Regions from separate parts of the Ovis aries genome. Here region 1 is linked to region 2. A link is a contact called in public Hi-C data. All regions are on one chromosome and are shown on one strand. Each heading gives the region's core, a stretch centred on a gene start, on an enhancer-like site or on the middle of the called end of the contact. The rest is flanking DNA. Distances are from core to core; before and after follow the strand shown. Region 1 holds the start of PARP11 (poly(ADP-ribose) polymerase family member 11). Region 2 holds the start of CCND2 (cyclin D2).

Region 1 (5,206 bases), core at 2,063-4,562, 320 kb before region 2:
ATGTCTGGGGGATGTTCCAGGTGGAAGGGGGCGGCTGCTTCTAGTATTACCACAGCCAGAGTCAGCGCAGTATCTCCCCAAAACACTTGCAAGTAGAATACAGTATCACACAGGAGGTGTATTTGCCAGAGGAGATATATTTGCAGATAACAGGTGGCATATCAGAGTCATGGATACTACCAAAACAATACAGGGAGAAACTAGCAGACGTCTTCAATTAAAACAGTTCACTATGCCTTCCTCCACAAAGTAGAATTTATTATACCGTTCAATGGAAAGAAATAGTAAACAGTAATTCACACTGGTGGGTAACAGAGTCATCAGTATTTATCTTTCAGTTCAGTTCAGTCGCTCAGTCGTTTCTGACTCTTTGCGACCCCATGAATCGCAGCATGCCACACCTCCCCATCCATCACCAACTCCCAGAGTTCACTCAGACTCACGTCCATCGAGTCAGTGATGCCATCCAGCCATCTCATCCTCGGTCGTCCCCTTCTCCTCCTGCCCCCAATCCCTCCCAGCATCAGAGTCTTTTCCAATGAGTCAACTCTTCACGTGAGGTGGCCAAAGTACTGGAGTTTCAGCTTCAGCATCATTGCCTCCAAAGAAATCCCAGGGTTGATCTCCTTCAGAATGGACTGGCTGGATCTCTTTGCAGTCCAACAGACTCTCAAGAGTCTTCTCCAACACCATAGTTCAAAAGCATCAATTCTTCGGCACTCAGCTTTCTTCACAGCCCAACTCACATCCATACATGACCACAGGAAAAACCACAGCCTTGACTAGACGGACCTTTGTTGGCAAAGTAATGTTTCTGCTTTACAATATGCTGTCTAGATTGGTCATAACTTTTCTTCCAAGGAGTAAGCGTCTTTTAATTTCATGGCTGCAACCACCATCTGCACTGATTTTGGAGCCCCCCCAAATATTCATCTTTAGGATGCATTTTTTTTCATCTTCCCAATTGTGTTTGGTTTAGAAAAACATTAAAATTAATTTTTACTCCAGGAGCACAGCTGGACAGACAATCCAGATGCTTCTTCTATTAAAAGAAACTAACAAATTGCCAGAGGAAAACCAAATGCAGGATGCTGACTGTATTTATACAAAATAGACCTGGGTTCAGTCCCTGGGTTGGGCAGATCTCCTGGAGAAGGGAAAAGCTACCCACTCCAGTATTCTGGCCTGGAAAATTCCATGGACTATGTAGTCCATGGGGTCGCAAAGAGTTGGACATGACTGAGCGACTTCCACTTCACAAACTTTCCTTATTGACAGTATTCACATGCTCAGAGGAAGAAAAACAGTATCAGTAAGAAAACACAGGAGCATTAAGACATGTTAGAGTGGCATCACAAGGGTCAGAAGAAGAATGTGGGTTTGTAGGTGGAAAGTTCATCACAATTAACAAAAGTCAGTCTGCTCTACTGAAATCAAGCAAAATTGCTAGGGTGATTTCAGAGAAAACCAAGCATTCCTTCCAAAGAAGTGAGATAATGACAAAACAAACTAAATACAGGAGATATTCACTAGCGCCTCTATAACCCTCACAAACACACCAGTGACCCAACAGTGAATTCTGATCTGTAAGTGATGGAGAAGGAGAAAAAAAATGGAGCAAAGGAGTCTTCCCAGTGTTGATACAATGGCCTTTGTGAATTCAACAGGCATTTACTGAGCACCCACTATATGCCAGGCTCTCTTCCCTAGTCTTTGGATGCCACAGGAAACAAAACAGACAAAAATCTCTGCCCCTGTGGAGCTTACAACATAATGAAGGATTTAAGACATGTGACTCTGAGCAAGACATGTACTTAGATGAGTAAAGATGTGTTAGGGAGAAACCAGAAAGAGGACAGCCAATAAAAACTTGGATATACACACAAACACACATATAATAATAATATATGAAACTGACTGATGACAGCGAAAGTGAATATATAAGCAGAATACATTCTCACAATCTGCAATTATTTTTGCTAAAATCAAAACCCAGCAATTACTTTCCTCTGATGTGGCCTTATATTAGAGGATTCTATGTCTGAGCAAAAAAAAAAAAAAAAAAGGTCTTAAATGATGACCATCATTACACGAAGGTCTGGGATGGAACCACAACATGCAGCGAAAAAATCCAGAGCAACAGACTAGTTTCTGCTGGGGAAAAACAGATGGGAATTTACTGATAACTCTCTTATTTACCTGGAAATATATTCCAGGGATGGGGAAGATGTAGTATTGATGGAAACGAGGTTATTAAAGTAGATTTAGGAATTTCTCTCAGTAGACGGGGTAGCTGCACATATTTTGGCCAACAATTCGCTGATACATGATTCTGCCATTTTCCAGTTAACTCAAAGGTGTAAACAGAGTATATTTGTGTTACCAGGCGACTTCGCCTCTAACAGGAGATGGCAAACGGACTCCTCTCTTTGAAAGCTGCATATTAAGGTCCAAAAGCAAAATAAACAAAAATATATGTAGACACAATGAGAATACCGGAGGGAAAAAGACTTGCAACGGAAACGCTCCAGGTCACCACTTCTGTCCATCCGGGGGAGGAAAAAAAAAAATCTAAGAACATACGTTCGCCTCTCCACCCCTCCCACCCCAGTTTCCGCAGGCTGTCCATCAGAAAGGGGAACGGCGCCCCTGCGGTTCCCCTTAGGCCCATTCAGGGGAGAGTCCGGGGGGAAAGCCCCTTCGCTTTGGAGAGGGGTGAGGTGGGGGGCTGGCAAGTACATCTGAGCCTAACGAAGACTCACAGATTCGAGGCCCAGGAAACGCCAGCCAGACAGCAAAACGCAGTCTAAAACGACGGTGTGGCGTGACGGGGGGCAGAGAAACCACAGCGAGTCCAAATCAATCACTGGGACGGAACAGACAGCCTGCCCAGCGCTGGGGACCCACCGAGCCTTCTCCACTGTTCGCAAGGCGCTGCCGGAGCCGCCGAACCCGGGGCCTCCGCGTTCTCGGAACTCAACAGCCGGCCGGCTGGGCCAGGAGAGGTGCGGGGTGTGGGGGACGCAGTTCCCGGGAACTCCGCCCGCCCTCTCCCGTCAACCCCGCCCATCGGTCCGCCCCATCCCTCCCGGCTACTCACCGGATTCGCTTCCCACATAGCGGTGGCGAAATCGAGCGGAGAGAGCCTAGGGGAAGGGGCCGGCCGCAGGGTCGGGGCACTCGGTTTTTCCCGAGGGTCCCCGGGAGCCAAGGGATGGAGAGGCAACCTTCTCGTAGGCCTCCTTTTCCCCTGTTACAGGCCGGCGTCTTCGGACCCCAAACCTCCCGACTTCCGGCTGCAGCCGGCCAACCACCGCCGGCCCCGCCCCGTCCCCGGAAGCCCGCCCCGCCCCTGACGCTCCCTTCCGCCCTCGGCGCGGGGTGGGCGGGGCCTGCGAGAGTCTAAGTGGTCCTGGGGTTGTTTAAGGGCTTTCAGTCGAAGCGCCCTTCCAGGGCTGCAGCTGCAGTGTAGCGTCCACTGTGAGAGAACGTCAAGCCTCGCTGGCTGTTCTCCCTCTTATATTTATTGATCACCGCGTAGTGACCAAGAGGTAGACAGGCCTGGGAATTAATAGCCCCCAGGACAAGCTTTCACGCTCAGACTCGGATTCCTCACGCTCAGAACTGAGGTGATAATAGTATCTAAGGGTGTAGTGCGGAGAAGGCAATGGCAAGCCACTCCAGTACTCTTGCCTAGAAAATCCCATGGATGGAGGAGCCTGGTAGGCTGCAGTCCATGGGGTCACCCAGTCGGACGCGACTGAGCGACTTCACTTTCACTTTTCACTTTCACGCATTGGAGAAGGAAATGGCAACCCACTCCACTGTTCTTGCCTGGAGAGTCCCAGGGACGGGGGAGCCTGGCGGGCTGCCGTCTATGGGGTCGCCCAGAGTCGGACACGACTGAAGTGACTTAGCAAGGGTGTAGTGAGGTTGTTAAAAGCACCTAGCGCGGTATTTGGCAAACAGTAAGTGCTCAGTTAGTGAAGGTTCTTTGCCAGGCACTGTGCTAGGCTCCAGAGTGAGTAAGACTGACCCGTATGCAGCCCTCATAGAGCTTGGGGTCCAGAGAAACAATAAGGTATAATTTAGATAAGTAAGAACGTGCAGGATGGTTTGTAGGTAGTATGGCAAGTACAGGATTCTTTGAAAGAATGCTTACCTAGGACAACGTGTCTGCCTACCCACTATGTCGAGCCCCCCTACCCCACACCCACCAAGAAATTTAAGCTAAGACTTAAATAGGATGCCCTCCTATTGAAGTTACCTAGGTAAAATGAGCTACAAGAGGGGAAGGATTTTCTAGGCAAAGAAGTACTATAAGGAAACAATTTAAGGTCCTTTTGAGGGATTTCCTTGGCAGTCAGGTGGTTAAGGATTCACCTTCCTATGCTTAGCCTTTGTCAGGGAGCTACGAGCCCCTCCTCCAGAAAACTAAAGTGTAAACAGCGGAAGCACTATTGTAACAATTCAGCAAAGACTTTAAAAATGGTCCACGTCAAAAAAAAAAAAAAAAGGAAAAAAACTTAAAAAAAAAAAAAGATACTTCTGAGCTTTTATATAACTCCACAGATTACAGTTTTTTATTTGTCCAAGAATACCTACAGATTGAGAATCTGACTTTTTTCACTTACTATGAAATATAGGATATACAGATATCCTTCAATCCAATATGTATAGTAAATCGATTACAAAGTGGTGAGGAAAGAATGGATTATTTAGTAAGTAATACTGGGACACTGGTTAGCCACTTGACAAAAAATAAAGTGGAAAAAAAAAAGGTTAAATAAAGATCCCTGCCCCATAGCTTGGCAATATGAAATTTCCATAATCTTTTATTGAACAATGCCATTTCTAGGAGCTAATTTCAAGGAGGTAAATGAATAAATGTACAGAAATGGTCTGTACAAGAATGTTCATTGCTACATTTTTTGGAATAGTAAAAACTTGAAGACGACTTAAATATCAATCAATGGATATTTCAAATGTAAATGTCTGTAACATACATACAAGCTATGGAATGCTGTATGTATTTATCTTGTGTACTACCCCACTGAAAATGTCTTATAGTTTTAATAGCTTATCAACTGATGTCTCTGAAAGTTCTATTTTAACAATCATGTCACCTACAAATAATGCAGTTTTCACTCTTGCTCTTGCATTGGCCAAGAAAAAGGGCATTCAGTCTTTAACTCGGGATGACAAG
Region 2 (5,598 bases), core at 1,125-3,624:
CCCGCCGCGCGGGGCTGTTTCATTTTGAGTTTGCAACTTGGGTTTTTCAGCGAGGTTTTTTTTTTCTTCCCGAAAGCTAATGGCTTCCACCGTAATTAGACATTCTCCTCGCCCGCCCCCTTCCCTCCCCTTTCTTTACGTACAGTCGATAGGATCCTAATTCCTGCGGCTATTGATAAGGTCGCGGGCGCCCCGGCCTCTCACCAGCCCCCGCCCGCCCCATCCCCGCTCTCCCTCCGCCCTCCCTTCCTTGGCTTCCTTTTGATGTAGCGGGGAACGCGTCCTACTAAAAAAAAAAAAAAAAAGTAATCTGCCCGGTAACAATCAGCGCGCAGTAGCAGGAGACCCAGAGCTATTGGCTATGCAAATAGAGGGAGGGGAGACGGCGCCCCAAACTCTTACTCACCCTTTTAAAGCGATAGCCCCCTCCACCCACCCACCCACCCACCCACCCCTTCCGCCCCACCCTCGTGGAAAGGGGCTGGGCCCGGGGCCGGAGTTAATCGCTCGCACCTCTGGTTTTCTGCGCGCTCCCCGCGTTCCCTTTCACCTCCCCCTCCTTTCAGGGAACCGCTCGCCCGGTTCACCCATCCCGCACCCGCCCGACCACGCTCGCCCTCCGTGCCCCGGTTCTGAGACCCTCCTTGCTCCGCGAGGGAGGTGCTGGGCTGACCTCGGGGTGTCGCGAGAGCCCCGACCCACGCGGCGCTCGCCGCACGTGCCAGCTCGGCCAGCACCCGGGACGCAGGGCCCGCTCCTTTCCCCCTCGGAGTGAAATAGCACAGAGGGCAGGGTGGGAGGGGGGTGGCGGGAGGAAGGAGGTGAGGAAACGCCCCCGGATCCCCTCCCAAAGCTGCTTTGACCGGAGGATGCGTCGGAGCACGTGTCGGAGCCGACCGCGTCTCCACCGCAGTCCAGTTCTCGAGGAGAAAGCCCTGGCTGCGATGGAGGCGTGAACCCGGAGGGTCCGCGAGTGTGCCGGCGAGGGACCCGGGGTGGGAGATCTTGGGCCTCGGAGGAAACGAAGGAGTGGTGTCGTTGGCGCTGGGGGAGAGACAGGGAGCCCAATCTACCCCCCTTTCTCGCCCCCCTCCCGGCCCCCCCCCCCGCCCCGGGCTATTTCCTAGAAAGCTGTATCAGTGTGGCCACGCTCGGCGCAGACACCTCGGGCGGCTTGTCAGCAGATGCAGGGCGAGGAAGCGGGTTTTTCCTGCGTGGCCGCTGGCCGCGGCGGAACCGCTGGTAGCCCTGCCCCCGGCCTGCGGCGGCTCGGGGCGCCTCCCCGCGTCTCCCAGTGGCGCCTGCGGCGCCCCAAGAACGGGAGGGTTTCTGCTCCTAGGTCACATTCTCCCACGTCGAAGAAGCGCCCCCTCCCTCCGGACACCAACCCCTCCGCCTTCTTCCTTTCCCCACACATCTGCGTGGTGGGGGGGGTGGGGCGGTGGCATGGGGCGGAGTGGGGGGGTGTATTTTGGTCCCTATAATCGGGTTTCGGAAACAGGCTGAAAATGATTAAGAACGTACATTTCAGGGCCATACATACCCTTTCCCTCTGGGTATGCAAAGTTAACTGTTTTCCAAAATCACCCTCCTTCGGGCTCATATAAGGGATCTTATTTCTCAGTCGTTTGAGCCCACCTCATCTTCAGCTCACCCACCCGTCATTCCTGGATCTTAAATTCGTGGGCTGGAGTGTAGCGATCATGTTTGAGGAAACCAGAGTCGGAGGGTCGTATTTTTGGCGGGATGCACCTACAGAATGGGCTGCAATTACAGGGAATAAGTAGGGATCGGTGGGGTTTTGTGGTTTTTTTGGTGGGTTCCCCTCTCCTGGGCCCCTGGCTTGGTGGAGGGAGAGGGCCTCGGAGAGCTAAGGGAGAGGGTGGGGGGCGGCGCGGGGGACCGCGTTTGAAGTTTGGTCGGGCCAGCTGCTGTTCTCCTTAATAACAAGAGGGGAAAGGAGGGAGAGACTGAAAGGAGGAGGGGAGGGCCGGGAGGGGAGGGAAGGGGAGGAGGAACCGGAGAGGGGGGTGAGGCGAGAGGGAGGAGAAGTAACTGCCCAGCCAGTTTGCGTCACTGCCTCAGCGAGCAGAGAGCCGAGCGAGCTGGGGAGAGCAGACAAGTTTGAAGGGGAGGGCAGAGAGAGTCAGCCGCCCCCGGGGCGCTCCTCTCCCACCGCCCATCCTTCCCTTTCCACTCTTCCTCCCCGGCTTCTCTCTCTCTCTCTCTGCCTTTAACTCTACCCCTCTAAAAAAACCCTTATTTAGCCAAAGGAAGGAGGTACGGGGAATCCTCTCCCCTCCCCCCTCCCAAAAAACCCCCAACTTTTCCAGTCCGGAGATCGCAGGGGCACGAGCGAGTAGCCAGCTGGCCATGGAGCTGCTGTGCGGCGAGGTGGAGCCGGTCCGCAGGGCCGTGCCGGACGCCAACCTGCTCCACGACGACCGCGTGTTGCAGAACTTGCTGACCATCGAGGAGCGCTACCTGCCCCAGTGCTCCTACTTCAAGTGCGTGCAGAAGGACATTCAGCCCTACATGCGCAGGATGGTGGCCACCTGGATGCTGGAGGTAGGGCTGCAGGCAGGCGCTCCGTCGGCGCCCGCGCCGGTCCCGGAACCTGGGCGAGGGCAGCCTCGGGAGCCCGCCCCCCCACTCCTGCGCCAGAGCTTACCCCCGCGCCCTCGGCCAGACGCGTGGCTTCCTCTCGGTTCCTTGCGGGGGGTGCAAGATTCCCGGGGCGGGGGGAGGGGGAGAGCAGCGAGGTTGTCCCAGGGCTGGGGGTGGGGGAGCATCCCGAGCGCGTGTGCCTGCATGCGGCTGCCACCTCTTCCCACCGGCACCCACCCCCGCCGCGACCTTTTGCTAAGCCGAGGCTGCTTGCGGTGCCTTGAAGAAGAGAATGGGAGGGTGAACCCCGAAGTTAAAAAGTCAGCTGCACCCCCTTCCCCCGCAAAGGCCAGAGCAAATGGGTCCTAGCCTCGGGTCCCCGCATGTGGTCGGGACTCCGCGTTGGCACTTAAGGGGGGAGGGAGAGGGCGGAGGGAGAAGAGAAATGGGGAATTCAGGAGCCCCGGAAGTCACACTGAAGAAACGTGTGTTTTCGGGGAACCCAGAAGAAGCACTTCTTTCCCCTTGCTCCGAACCCTTGCCGTGTGCCCACGTCTGCACGGCTCCGGACCTGCCGTGGTTTCGCCATGTTGCTTTGTAAACTCGGGGGTGGAGCGGCTGGACGCGTCGCCTGCTCCCCCTCGCACCCCACGACCCCGGTCCCCCCACTTCTGATGGCGCCCTCTCTCCCCCATCACCCACCCCGCCCCCTCGTGAAGGTTACTTACGGTTCGGCCTTCAGTTTCCTGGGTGCGGAGATCTGGGTGGGGTGGGAGGGGGAGGAGGTGTGTGCAGGGGGGATAGCGGGGCCCCCCCGAAGGAGAGGCCGGAGCCCCCCGCGCCTCTCCCCGGCGGCTCCCCGTCCACGAGCGTCCCCCAGCTCTTCGCCACCGTCCCCGGCCTCTGCCCTTGTGGGCCGCGGCCGGACACTCCCGCCGCCGCGCTCTCCCCTGCAAGTTTCCCCTCGGGATCCGAAGCCCCAGGGGTCGCGCTCCAGACCTTCCCGGCGCCTCAAACCTCCGCTGCGGGAAGCCTGGGTCCTCTGCGGGGTTTTCACGGCGAAAGGGCTTTTCTGGGATATTTCCTCGATTTTTAATTATTTTTTGAACCCGTCTCCCCTGCTCCGACTCCGGCCGCCCAGGCTGCGCGGCGCTCGCTCCCTCCGCCCTCCCCCCGCTTCCCCACCTCTCCCCACCCACCCCCCCAAATGCGGCGCCTGGGCCGCGGGGACCCCTCCAGACAATTTTTTCAATTGTCGGGAATGATAGAGCAGGGTCTGGGGATCCGAATGAGACCAAGAACGAGACCCCTGGAGCCTCCAGAATATTTTTATTGATTTTTTGAAAAGATGACGAAATCCAAAAAAGAGAGTGAGTGAGTGCGAGCGCCCGGAGTAGTGAGCGGCCCACGGGGGCGGCGGGGCCGGCGCTGCTGCGCCCTCGGCTTCGGGGTCCTTAAGCCCCCTCTCCTTTGAGATTTTAAGTTCCCGGGGAGGACCCCCGCGCGGATGGCCATGTAAATTGCCCCCAGTTTCCTCGTCTTCATTCTTATCGCTTATTCTACTCCCCTCCCCTCCCCCCAAATTCAACATTTTTGTCATTTCCCTGGATTGTGCGATTTCCCTTTCTTCCTCCTTTCCTGATATGATGGTCTCCCCCTACCCCGACCCCTTCCCACTCATGTCGTAGGTCTGTGAGGAGCAGAAGTGCGAAGAGGAGGTCTTTCCTCTCGCCATCAATTACCTGGACCGCTTCTTGGCCGGAGTCCCAACTCCGAAGACCCATCTGCAGCTGCTGGGGGCCGTGTGCATGTTCCTGGCGTCCAAGCTCAAAGAGACCATCCCGCTGACCGCTGAGAAGTTGTGCATTTACACCGACAACTCCATCAAGCCTCAGGAGCTGCTGGTAATGCCTGCCTCCTTCCTGCCTGCCTGCCTTTCTGCTCTGCCCTGGCCTAATCCGCCTTGACCCACCGCTCCCAGAACAAACTCTTAGGACCCCAAATTACCCATCTGTGAAATGTCCACCCTTTGGGGAACTCTGACTTTTCCTATTGAGACTCCTTGTGTTCCTACTGTGTGCTGGACTGTATATACAAAGCACTCAGGCTCCGCCCATGCATAAGATTCTCCTTCACAGAGTTTTGGGTTGGTGACACTCATTTGCAGAAAGAGAGAGAGAGAGAGAGAGAGAGAGAGAGAGAGAGAGTGTGTGTGTGTGTGTGTGTGTGTGTAGTGGAGGTATAGAACACAGTGATAATATTTTAATCAAATTCCCAGTTTTCAATCACTGACTTCTGAGACAGTCGTCAACCTCAACATGATCCAGACGCGTTGTGACGTGTCTCCTAAGAACTAGGAGTTCAAAGGTAGCGTCTAGGGAATCTCTCAGTCTCTCTGGCATACCTGGACATAGCAGCTGTTCACTAAACACCAACTCACTGGCTTTTGAGCAGAGTCAAGTTTGGCCCTTTGTGGGAGGATTCGGAGGCATGGATTCCCGTCTTTGGTGGGGCTGTAACCTCTGTACAGACATGGGGATCTTGTCTGGGCTCTGGTTTTCTGCCAGCAAACCTTTTCCCCACCCAGTAGGAAGGACCCTTTGCCTCTGCAGCTTCACCTTTAAGACGTCCATGTAGCCGTAGTGTGGCATTGGCTGAGTAGCCCCAGAGGCCCACCTTCAGTGATCTGCACACCCATCTCCCAACTCTTTTGGAAGAGCGCCCCCCCCACCTCCACCCTCCCTCGCTGCTGGCCAGGCCTGCGCCGAAGTCCAGAGGGCCTGGACTGGCTGCCTGAACTGAGTTCTTTGTGAGAGGCCGTCCTCCCTGAGGCTGTGCTGCCACCTAGCGGCAGACATGTGCAAGGACGGGGAGGAATCTCCGAGAATGCAGAGGGGCATGAATGACCTCACCTTTGAACAGCTGCCAGATTTCAGCTGCTTCTGGTTTGGTCGGAGAGGCCCAGAAAGGTGCTTTCTTCTGGGAGATCTG

Evidence for each region. Hi-C and Micro-C count contacts between places; a contact is called where the count stands out from the background.
Region 1: a Hi-C map of tail adipose tissue shows a contact between it and region 2, with 4 times the contacts expected there. The contact joins the promoter of PARP11 here to the promoter of CCND2 in region 2. A contact is called at or near these places in 12 of 16 Hi-C or Micro-C datasets (blood, hypothalamus, liver and 5 more).

Annotation. Positions count from the first base shown.
Region 1 is chr3:211,942,367-211,947,572 of ARS-UI_Ramb_v3.0, reverse strand. PARP11 (poly(ADP-ribose) polymerase family member 11) reads right to left here and starts at 3,312. Exons shown (of 9, transcript XM_042247636.2): 1 at 2,908-3,312.
Region 2 is chr3:211,617,871-211,623,468 of ARS-UI_Ramb_v3.0, reverse strand. It overlaps CCND2 (cyclin D2), which reads left to right and starts at 2,374. Exons shown (of 5, transcript NM_001127290.1): 1 at 2,374-2,568; 2 at 4,296-4,511. The coding sequence starts at 2,374. It overlaps LOC105608579 (a long non-coding RNA gene), which reads right to left and starts at 3,771. Exons shown (of 3, transcript XR_006059463.2): 1 at 3,336-3,771.